Linked DNA regions of Mus musculus: region 2 is linked to region 1. The links are chromatin contacts, called in public HiChIP or PLAC-seq maps. All regions are on one chromosome and are shown on one strand. The core of a region is the stretch at or near the end of the contact, and the rest is flanking DNA. Distances in the headings are between cores, read along the strand shown.

The links. HiChIP or PLAC-seq counts read pairs in DNA pulled down with a chosen protein or histone mark.
Region 2: a contact with region 1 is called in an H3K27ac HiChIP or PLAC-seq map of stem cell-derived neural progenitor cells, with 4 times the contacts expected there. The contact joins two enhancer-like sites. A contact is called at or near these places in 3 of 484 Hi-C or Micro-C datasets (the HL-1 cell line, muscle stem cells and nephron progenitors), 4 of 115 datasets of contacts at active chromatin or transcription factors (astrocytes, embryonic stem cells and stem cell-derived neural progenitor cells) and 1 of 9 other capture datasets (embryonic stem cells).

What each region holds. Positions count from the first base shown.
Region 1 is chr13:46,348,561-46,352,953 of GRCm38.p6, reverse strand. No RefSeq gene overlaps it. Among named protein-coding and RNA genes, the nearest start is that of Rbm24, 68 kb to the left of the region's middle. Within about 2 kb of position 2,648, at least 30 of the 459 cell types and tissues checked have an H3K27ac peak or open chromatin away from gene starts, as enhancers often do. A contact at or near this core is called in astrocytes, muscle stem cells and stem cell-derived neural progenitor cells, where this site is marked.
Region 2 is chr13:46,531,808-46,536,200 of GRCm38.p6, reverse strand. All of the region lies in intron 3 of Cap2 (CAP, adenylate cyclase-associated protein, 2 (yeast)), which reads right to left. Among named protein-coding and RNA genes, the nearest start is that of Cap2, 32 kb to the right of the region's middle. Within about 2 kb of position 1,975, at least 56 of the 459 cell types and tissues checked have an H3K27ac peak or open chromatin away from gene starts, as enhancers often do. A contact at or near this core is called in astrocytes, muscle stem cells and stem cell-derived neural progenitor cells, where this site is marked.

The DNA.
Region 1 (4,393 bases), core at 1,399-3,898:
TCTTTATCTTCCTTTCTTCTCTAAAAGCAGAACTTTTAATATGAGGCACTTGTAGATTCTTGTGCAGAGTCCGTGTAAGTTGCTACATCAGGAGTGTAGGTCACAAACCATGCACCATTAAGGAAAGCCTTAATGATGCTGAGAGAAAAATAACATTTGCTTGTTTGATATGAGATCTCCGGTTATCTGGGCATCTTAAGGATGTTGGACAGTCCACAGTTTGGTTCTGCTGGATAAACTGAGCGCGAGCTTTTCTTGTGAGTACCCAGGAAAATGCACCCCATCGTGAGCCCATTCTTTTCATTAAAGAATCTTTTAAATCGTACTTTCTGATGTGTTGGCATAAAGATGAATAGAATCTAGGCTGGGTTATATTTTCTATATTAATTTTTATGGCTATTATCATTCACATAGATGAATACAACAAAATAGAATAATATTATGATTTAATGTTATTATATTCATTTTTCTTCTGGTATTAAAATAAATTAATATTAACACGTTTTTTTTTCTGAGCCCTTCTAATGGATAAATTGGATCTGTCCCACCTATCAAAGGGCTTAGCACATCATAACTTTATCTTAATAACAGCTATTAAAAATAAATGTGTCTGGTAGCAATTTATTATACACAGAAATTAATTTTTAAGACAAGGGACAAATGCCACATGTATCTTTTCCCCCCTCTTCCTCTTTCCCCTTTCACTTCTCTTTATCCTTCTTCCTTTCTTTTCTCATGGCTGAACTTTTAATGATGCGAGGCATTTGTAGATTCTAATGTGGGGTCCTGAATCCATTTGTGTGTTCATTTTCACTTTGAAGCATTTCTCACTGCCCAATGATACACTGTATCAAAACACAATGAGCAACATCTTCTAAATTGCTAGTGCATGCCTTTACTTGTATTTAAACTTTGCATTGAGTGGGCATCATTTTTAAACACTGAGTCTTTTGTTCCTAAGTGTTTTTCAAAGGTTGCCTAAGAATTTTAAGTCATGCTTACCATAAATTCCATACTATGCATCATAACTATTATGTTCTAACTTTTCAAACACTTTTGACACTATCCTCTGAATGTTTTAAACAATGCCTTGAAATTTATTGCTCTTGAATGTTTTAACTTTCAGTATATAAGCCTGCAGACATGGAATTGCTTTGCCATTGACTTGAACACTCTATGCCTATGGGAGCTTGGGAAACCTAAGTACACAGGTTTCTTGTTCCCCTACCAGTCCCTTTGTAGGAAGCATTTAAAGGTACCACACAGAAGCAAAGCATAGTTTCTAACGTTGGCCAGCACTTGCAATGCTTTGGGCTGGATTGGTGAATTGAGGGGTGTGGTGGGGGACAGAGAGAAGGAGAACCTTCTTGGATATTGTAGGATGTTTAGTAGCGTCCATGATTTTTACCAATCACATGACCCATCCTTGCTTGTTCCATTTGTAGAACCCAAAACTGCTATCAGACATGGTCAAACATGCCCTTGGGAACAATGTGCTCCTGATAGCTCTCTGATCTGATAGCTCAGAGAATCAAAGAGCAATAGAGCTGTGTTGCAGGAAAGGATGGTAAAGGATGTCCTTCAGTTTGAGGGAACCTGGTCATTCCGCTTTCTTGAAATTCCCCCCATAACCATTAACATGAACGAATAAGAAATACAGAGAGTGTGCATTCCAGAGCAGACAGCTTGGGTTCAGGCTCCAGGTTTATCACCTGCTGTCTGTAGTTTCCAGAATACTTCGATTCTTAGGCTTTCTTCATCTTAAAGACATGAATATAAAAATAGAAGCTACGCCAATTGGAAGAATCCATGCAAGGTGCTTATCATGGAATTTTATATACAAAACAACAACAACATCAATAGCACACACACACACACAGACAGAGACAGAGAGACATATATAGAGAGAAACAGAGACAGAGAGACAGAGAGCTCTTAAACACATACCAGACCACTTGACACTTTTTAGGAAAAAATACAATGCTGTGCACTTTTGTTAAGGATTTAAGGAGATCCATTGCCTTGGGTGACCTCAGTGGACAGAAACAGAGGCAGGACTAGGAAGTGAACTGCCTCTTAGAGAAGGAGAGGCAGTGTTTACTAAGGAGGCAGAAGAGGAAGGCAGTTCTCCCATGCTGAGAAGTCATGATGAGAGAAGGCACTCCTAGAGGCCAGACACTAATTGTGTTATGCCTAATCTTCCCCCACAGACTTGAGATGGGTGCTATTATTCTTAATTCTAGGATAAAGAAATAGCCACTGACTCGGGGTCAGAGGGACAATAAGTTACTAGGCCAGGAGCCCAGCCCACTGGTAGTCAGATCCCAATCCTCTCCTTGTAGCTGTTCCGTGTAACGGAAAGTGGGTGCCTCACTGGCCTAACTGGCAAGCTGGAGAGAACAGAAATGGCCCATGGAAAGACTGTGGAGAGGCACCAGGCCAGGGAAGATGCTGAGAGGAACCAACAAGAGCTGCTCTTCCAGCCCATGGAAACAGAGATTCCCTGACAGATGCTAACACTAACGGTTACTTTTCCTGCTTTAACTTTGTGTGGGGAAATGAGAAGAGGAAAGAGGCAGATGTGGAACACTCATTAGGAGGAGCTGTGTGGAGAGGAACAGCTTTGTGTGTCTACACTGCTGAATGCTGGCTGCTCTGTGGGAAGCCCTAAGCCAGGCAGGCTGTAGAACCCCTGCCAACTCCAGCCAGCCAGTGCCCAGTTGGCAGAAGTTGGCGGAGGCTCAAAGGAGAAGGGCCAAGGGAAAGCCTTGGCTGGAAAAAAATCACAGTTACCAGAAACAAACACACATGATTGCTCTCAATCTTTCTCCTGTCCCTGCTGGTCCACTTAAGCCGAATTGCCAGGTACACCGGCAAAAGTTGAGTACGGTAGGTACCAAGAAGCAGAGACAGCGCTGGCTTATCAGCAACACAAAGACCCATTTCTCTGATCCCAAGTTCTTTAGAATGGAAAATCTAAGCAGAAGAAAATAAGTGGCCATTGATGTACTCAGGATAAATCTTGTTTAACTGGCAAGGCACACAATGACTCCTGGGCGAGGATGCTTGGAGCGTACTCCTCTCTTCAAAGGCCTCTGGGCCAGCTGGAGGCTACACAAGGGTCCCCACTCAGGCCAGCCAGCAGGGAATTGAAGTAATCTAATTTTAATTGTGTGACAAGAGCATGAAGAATCATTTAAAAAGTCTGTCAGAGGGAAAGATGGCTCCAGTCTGCCAGAAGTCCTTAGATGGAAATAAAGAAACCCACAGGCTCAATGCTAAGTTTGGGTGCTTAAAAAAAAAAGTAAGACACTCAAATAATAAACAGATTGTCTGTGATTGATATCGAGATAGGCTGAGAGAGACACCCCAGCCCTGTTACTTAAGGGTGAAGGCACCGAGCAACTGTCCACTTGGAAACAAGTCTGAATGTTCAGTTGGGCTCAACAGTCTTGTAAAGATAAGAATATTGTTTTCTATTTTTCCTGAAATGGAAAGAGAGTGATTTGTAGATTCTATCCCGAAACAAATGGTTTGTAAATTACTTTCCCCCTGTGCTATCCAGTGATAACTTCACAAATAAGACTTTAAGAAAAGTTCTTAGTTTGGGGTAAACAAGTACGGATTTCTGATATTCCTGTTTAATTTGCTGGTTTAATTTGTGGCTGTTGCTACTTGGGTAAACATAAAAATAAATATCTTTTTGTTTGAAGTAAAGAAGTGCTTTTAAATCATTTATTTATTTCTAGTGCTGGGATTCAAACTTAGGGTCACACATGTGTGAGCCACTTGCCCTACTATGGAGTTATATTGCTGGGTTCTGAGCAGCAGTGTTTTAAAATTCTGGAAGTTTCAAGCCAAGAGACTAGAGTCCTCTTCAATAAGTCAGCCTTGACCATGGGGTCTTTGGGATCAGGTGCTGTTGGGTAGACAGAGAATGTCTATAGAGAGTGGTCAGCATCAACCGAATGAATAAGGCAGCGTCAAAACGTTGTAGGTTTCCAATACAGTGCTCTCTTTCTAAAAGTTTGCATGGAATTCTGTCCAGAGCTCTAGTTTAGGCCCAAAGTAGCAAAATTGACTGAAAATGTTGTCACAGAGTTTCTGAAGGCAGATATTACCCACCAGGTAGGAAGAAAGCTATTCTAAAGAAATGTGTGTTTCTTTGGCTATGAGATATGTCTTTAAAAAAAAAAAAAGGGAATTTTCCAGGTAAAATCATTCTGAGAGAGGGACAAGTCTGGTGCGTGCCAGAGGAGGAGCTGTCTCCAGAATAGAGATTTCACTCAGTTCTGATACCTTGTTAGAACACCTGGCTGGACGCTGTGGAACACAGAGCAAGTGGCTCTGGCTCAATGGTGGACTGGACCACACCTTGACCAGGACTGCTGAG
Region 2 (4,393 bases), core at 726-3,225, 180 kb before region 1:
GAAAGAAGGAGGGAAAGGCAAAAATAACAGTAAAAGCGATGGATGGATGGAGGGCAAAGGAAGAGGGAGAGAGAAAGGGAAAGAGACGGACAAGGGAAAGAGGGATAAAAGAAGATATAACTGGAATGATATCAAAATGTTTTCTTATCTGAAAGTTAGAGCTGTCATTAGCAACAGTAGGAACAAAGAGGCTGGCTTCACAGACTGTGGGAACCCCCGAGTCAGAATTCCTGACCAGATCACGTTTTGATATTTGCCATTTGGTCAAACTGATTTATGACTGCTAAAACACTCTGTGTGTGGTAACCTTACTAAAGTCAAGTGCTTCAGTTAATTACAACAACAGGCAGGAAACTGGGAAAACCGGAAGTCAACTAGAAGGCCAACATGGCTGAAGGAGATGGTGAAGGTGAGGGATGCCACTCTGCCAGGATCGCCACTACTCAGAATGGCTTGAAAGGAGCAACCACTGTAGAGTTGACTTAACTCTACAGTTAAGTCTTAGGGACTCTCAGGGTGTGGTTGTAGTCAGGAGAGACATCAAAAGTGAGGCCTGTGGGTATGTACCTGTAATCCTAGCACTTGGGAGGTAGAGGTGGGGTGGAAAGTTCAAGGTCAGGATCAACCACAAAGTAAATTTGAGGCCAACCTGGGCCACATGACACTCTGTCTCAACCCCTCCCCCCAACCAACAAGTGAGGGTGTCTATTAATTGCCTAAGTGTGCCTATCTGTTATGAGGTCAGGGAAGACAAAGACGTAGCTCAGATTTGTATCCACAGCATATGTAGCCTAGTTCTAATTTTAGTGTCTTTTCGTTTAAATTGTGATTCCCTTATGAAACAATGAATAGGAGTGCTTTCTTTTAAATCCACTCTAATCAAGATAAGGAAATGAACATTCCCCACCCCAAGAAATGTTCAGGAAGAACTCGGGATTTCCAGCTGCTACTGGCAGCTGCTTTGGGACTGTCAAGTCACTCAGCAACTGGCCAGAGACTAGTTCCTGTAAACTGGGGGTTTGTTTGCTTGATGAGACAAGGTCACAAGGTCTCAAGTAGCCCATGCTGTCCTCAAGCACTCACCTCTGCTATACCTCCCACCCACTCCACCCCCACTCTTGTGTAGAACCTCTGGCCTCCACCTCCAAAGTGCTGGGGACTGTAGGCATGTATAACCACATTAGGTTTGTTTATACGGTGCTTGCTAGACAAGCACTCTACCAACTGAGCTATGTTTCTGGCTTTTCATTTAGAAAAACAACACAACACACAACAAGTATCACACCAGTCCATTGTTAATGGGCCATGGCTTCCAAGACCTTGTTGATGATATATGAGAACCGTTTTTAGAGAGCCTTTTCCTTCCAGGGCAACCGCCATGTTTACCCTAAAGATCTATTGTAAAATTACGCATTGTTTATTCTTCTAAAGGAGGCACAGGCTGTGTCATTGTTCTTGGGTTGGAGAGTAATTTAAATAAGCCCCCTGGTTTCTGTTGCCTACAAGGAGGCTTAGCCAGATCTAATCTTTTCTAAACCTGTTCTGTTCTTGGGCTCAGCAGAACGTCCTAATTGTCAACATTAATCCCCCCTCCCTTTTGTGGTCTACTCTGTCAATAGACTATTGAGTGTTCGGGTAAATTACAGCCCGCCCAGCAGCCAGCAAGAGGACACAGAAGTTAAATCGTTGGCCTGCCTGTGCCTACTCATTCTTAATATCTGTGAAATAGCTGTTAAGCTGGGAGGGAGGGGGGTGAAATGATGCGTGTGGTATATCCGTCTCAGATTTCTGTACTGTACAATCAGGTATGTGGGGGTTTCTTTTTCTAGGCAACAGGTGTGTTTTTGGAACAAAGTTCGACACCCTTCCCTCCCTCCTCTCCCCCCCAACCCCCACTTTTTGGCTTGCAACAGAGGTGGCAGCTGCAGGCTTAACTCCAATGACACAGGGCTCTGGGAGGGCACAGACCTAAACTGCTTGTTCACTTTATTAAAGCGACAGGCAGATGGATGCTGGGTGTCTGTGCTTTTCTTTGTGTTACAGAGTCAGGGACTGCGTTTTCAGATGGCGAGCCTCTCTCTCTTTTATTGCTCTCTTTCCCTATATTTTCTTGTCTTTCCTCTCCTCCTTTCTTTTCTCTCTCTTGCTTTCTCCCTTCCTCTTTTTTTTTTCTTTTCCCTCTGGATCCCTCCTCCTCTTTTGTTCCGTTTCAGATTTCAGTTTTCCTTCTCTTAACACAAACACGACACGTGTAAATCATTCCGTATTCGTTATCGAGAACATATTTTCATTAGAGTCGCACTGCTTATAAGCTGACAAGTGAGGAGGGAAAAGCATTTCATTTAAATCCAAATACATCTATACCTCTCTTTATTCTAAAAGGAATGTAAAGGAGCTCTTTACTATGCAAACAGAAGGCTCTGCACTAGGGTGTACATTTTTGGAAAAACTCTAAGCTCCCATACTTATTTCTAAGCCTTGTTGTTCTCTGGTTAGAGCTTCTATCTAGGGTTTTGTGAGATGTTAGTAGTCAGAGTTCTGTCCTACCCCAGAAACGTACTGTCAACATCAACTGAAGGTCACAGATCTGGAATCACTGTGAGAGCATCATGCAAGAATGTCTTCTTCACATTGGGGTACCACTCCTTTATGTATTTAGCTTTCAGGTAAACTGTGTATGGTAAATATGAGAAATTCAACACGAGTTTGCTGTATGTGAACTTTCAGAGAGAAAAAGACAACCAGAACTAAAAGGGTCAGTGAGTGTTTCAAGAGAAGTATTTAATAACAGTGGAGGACATCTTTGGCAGACGAGTACCCTGTGATGTGATTGGTTGACCAGTTATTTAATTGCAGTCTTGGATCCACTGGGATGGAAAGTCACCAGATCCCTTTGTGAGACCACTGCTGGGTGTCGAATATGCTATCAACAGAGACGGAGCAAAGATGGAACCCTTTCCAATTATCTTCTAACCTCAAACAACTTTATCCAAGCATCAGATTTTCTGTAAACCTACGCTGAAACTGTCTTTTCCAGGATGTAAATAATGACTAACTGCCGGGGTAGAAATCTGTCGGTAGCTAGCAGACCAGAGTACACATCCTTCAAGATCTATTTCAATCCAGAAATTCCCAGATTCTATACTTTTCCCTTTCTCCCAGATTTAACGGAAAAGAAGTTATGAGAAGATAAGACATAAGAAAATTTGCATCTCTCTCATTCTCTCTCTCTCTCTCTCTGTCTGTTGGTCAGTCTTGAATCGAGAATGGGGATCACGAGGGATAGAAGAGATATTAAGATTGAGAAGAGATGGCAATGTAATATTTGTGACACGAAAGAAGAAAGTAGGGACGGTCGGAGGAAGGGAGCCAGCCAGAGAGGACAGGGGTCATGGAGGAGGACATCAGGGAAGGGGGACAAAGAAGAACACAGTCTAGTGGTGCAGGGGGATAGAAATGTCACCATGAGGAATGTACTCTGCATGATTATGTAAAATCACATGAAGAAAATGGGTCGTCGAGATTGCTCAGCCAGGAAAGAGTTGGCCCCACCAAGGGCATGTTTGATCCTTAGCACCCGTGTAAGAAGCCAGCCATGGTACACAGCTGTGATCCCAGTGCTGGGGAAGGTAGAGACAGGATGATCTCTGAGGCTCACTAGCTGGCCATCCATCCTAGCCACTCAGTGAGTATCAGGCCCCGGTGAGGGACCCTGCTTTACACACACGGTGGATTTCACCCAAAGAAAGACATCTGGGGTCGACTCTTACATGCTTGCACACACACACCTTCATGTGTAGCCACACACTTACAAACATCCACACACACAGTAATATACCAGCAAAAACCACACTACCATCTTAACCATCTTTATGTAAACACTCGTGTTGTCGTGAGACTTCTGGGTTTTGTTGTCGTAGAGCTGAGGCTTCACAGATACTCAACGAGATTTCTCATTGCCTCCCACTCCTGCCTCTGGTGATTGCTATTCTCGGTCTCTATGAATTTTGCATCTTTAGATGTGTCACATAGGAGAAGTCACAAAATGCACGCACCCCTGTCCGTGTCAGTTTTATTTTCCTTAGCACAGTGTCAGACAACACATTTCCTCGATGCATTTGTCTGTCTGTAGATGCTCCAGTTGCTTCTACCTCTTGGCTGCCGAGACTCATGCTGTTCAGAATACCACTCTGAAAGTCTGTCCTCATTGCTTTTGGGTGCATGTTGGGGTGTGTGACCTCATGTTTACAATGCTGTCATTGTTCCTGTACCTGCCAAGCCATTTTCTCTTACAGATGCACCATTTTACATGCCTGCCAACAGAATGCCACGCCCAAGCCAACACTCTCCATTTTCTGGGGTTTTCTGATGATATTTGCATCCTAACCGGTGT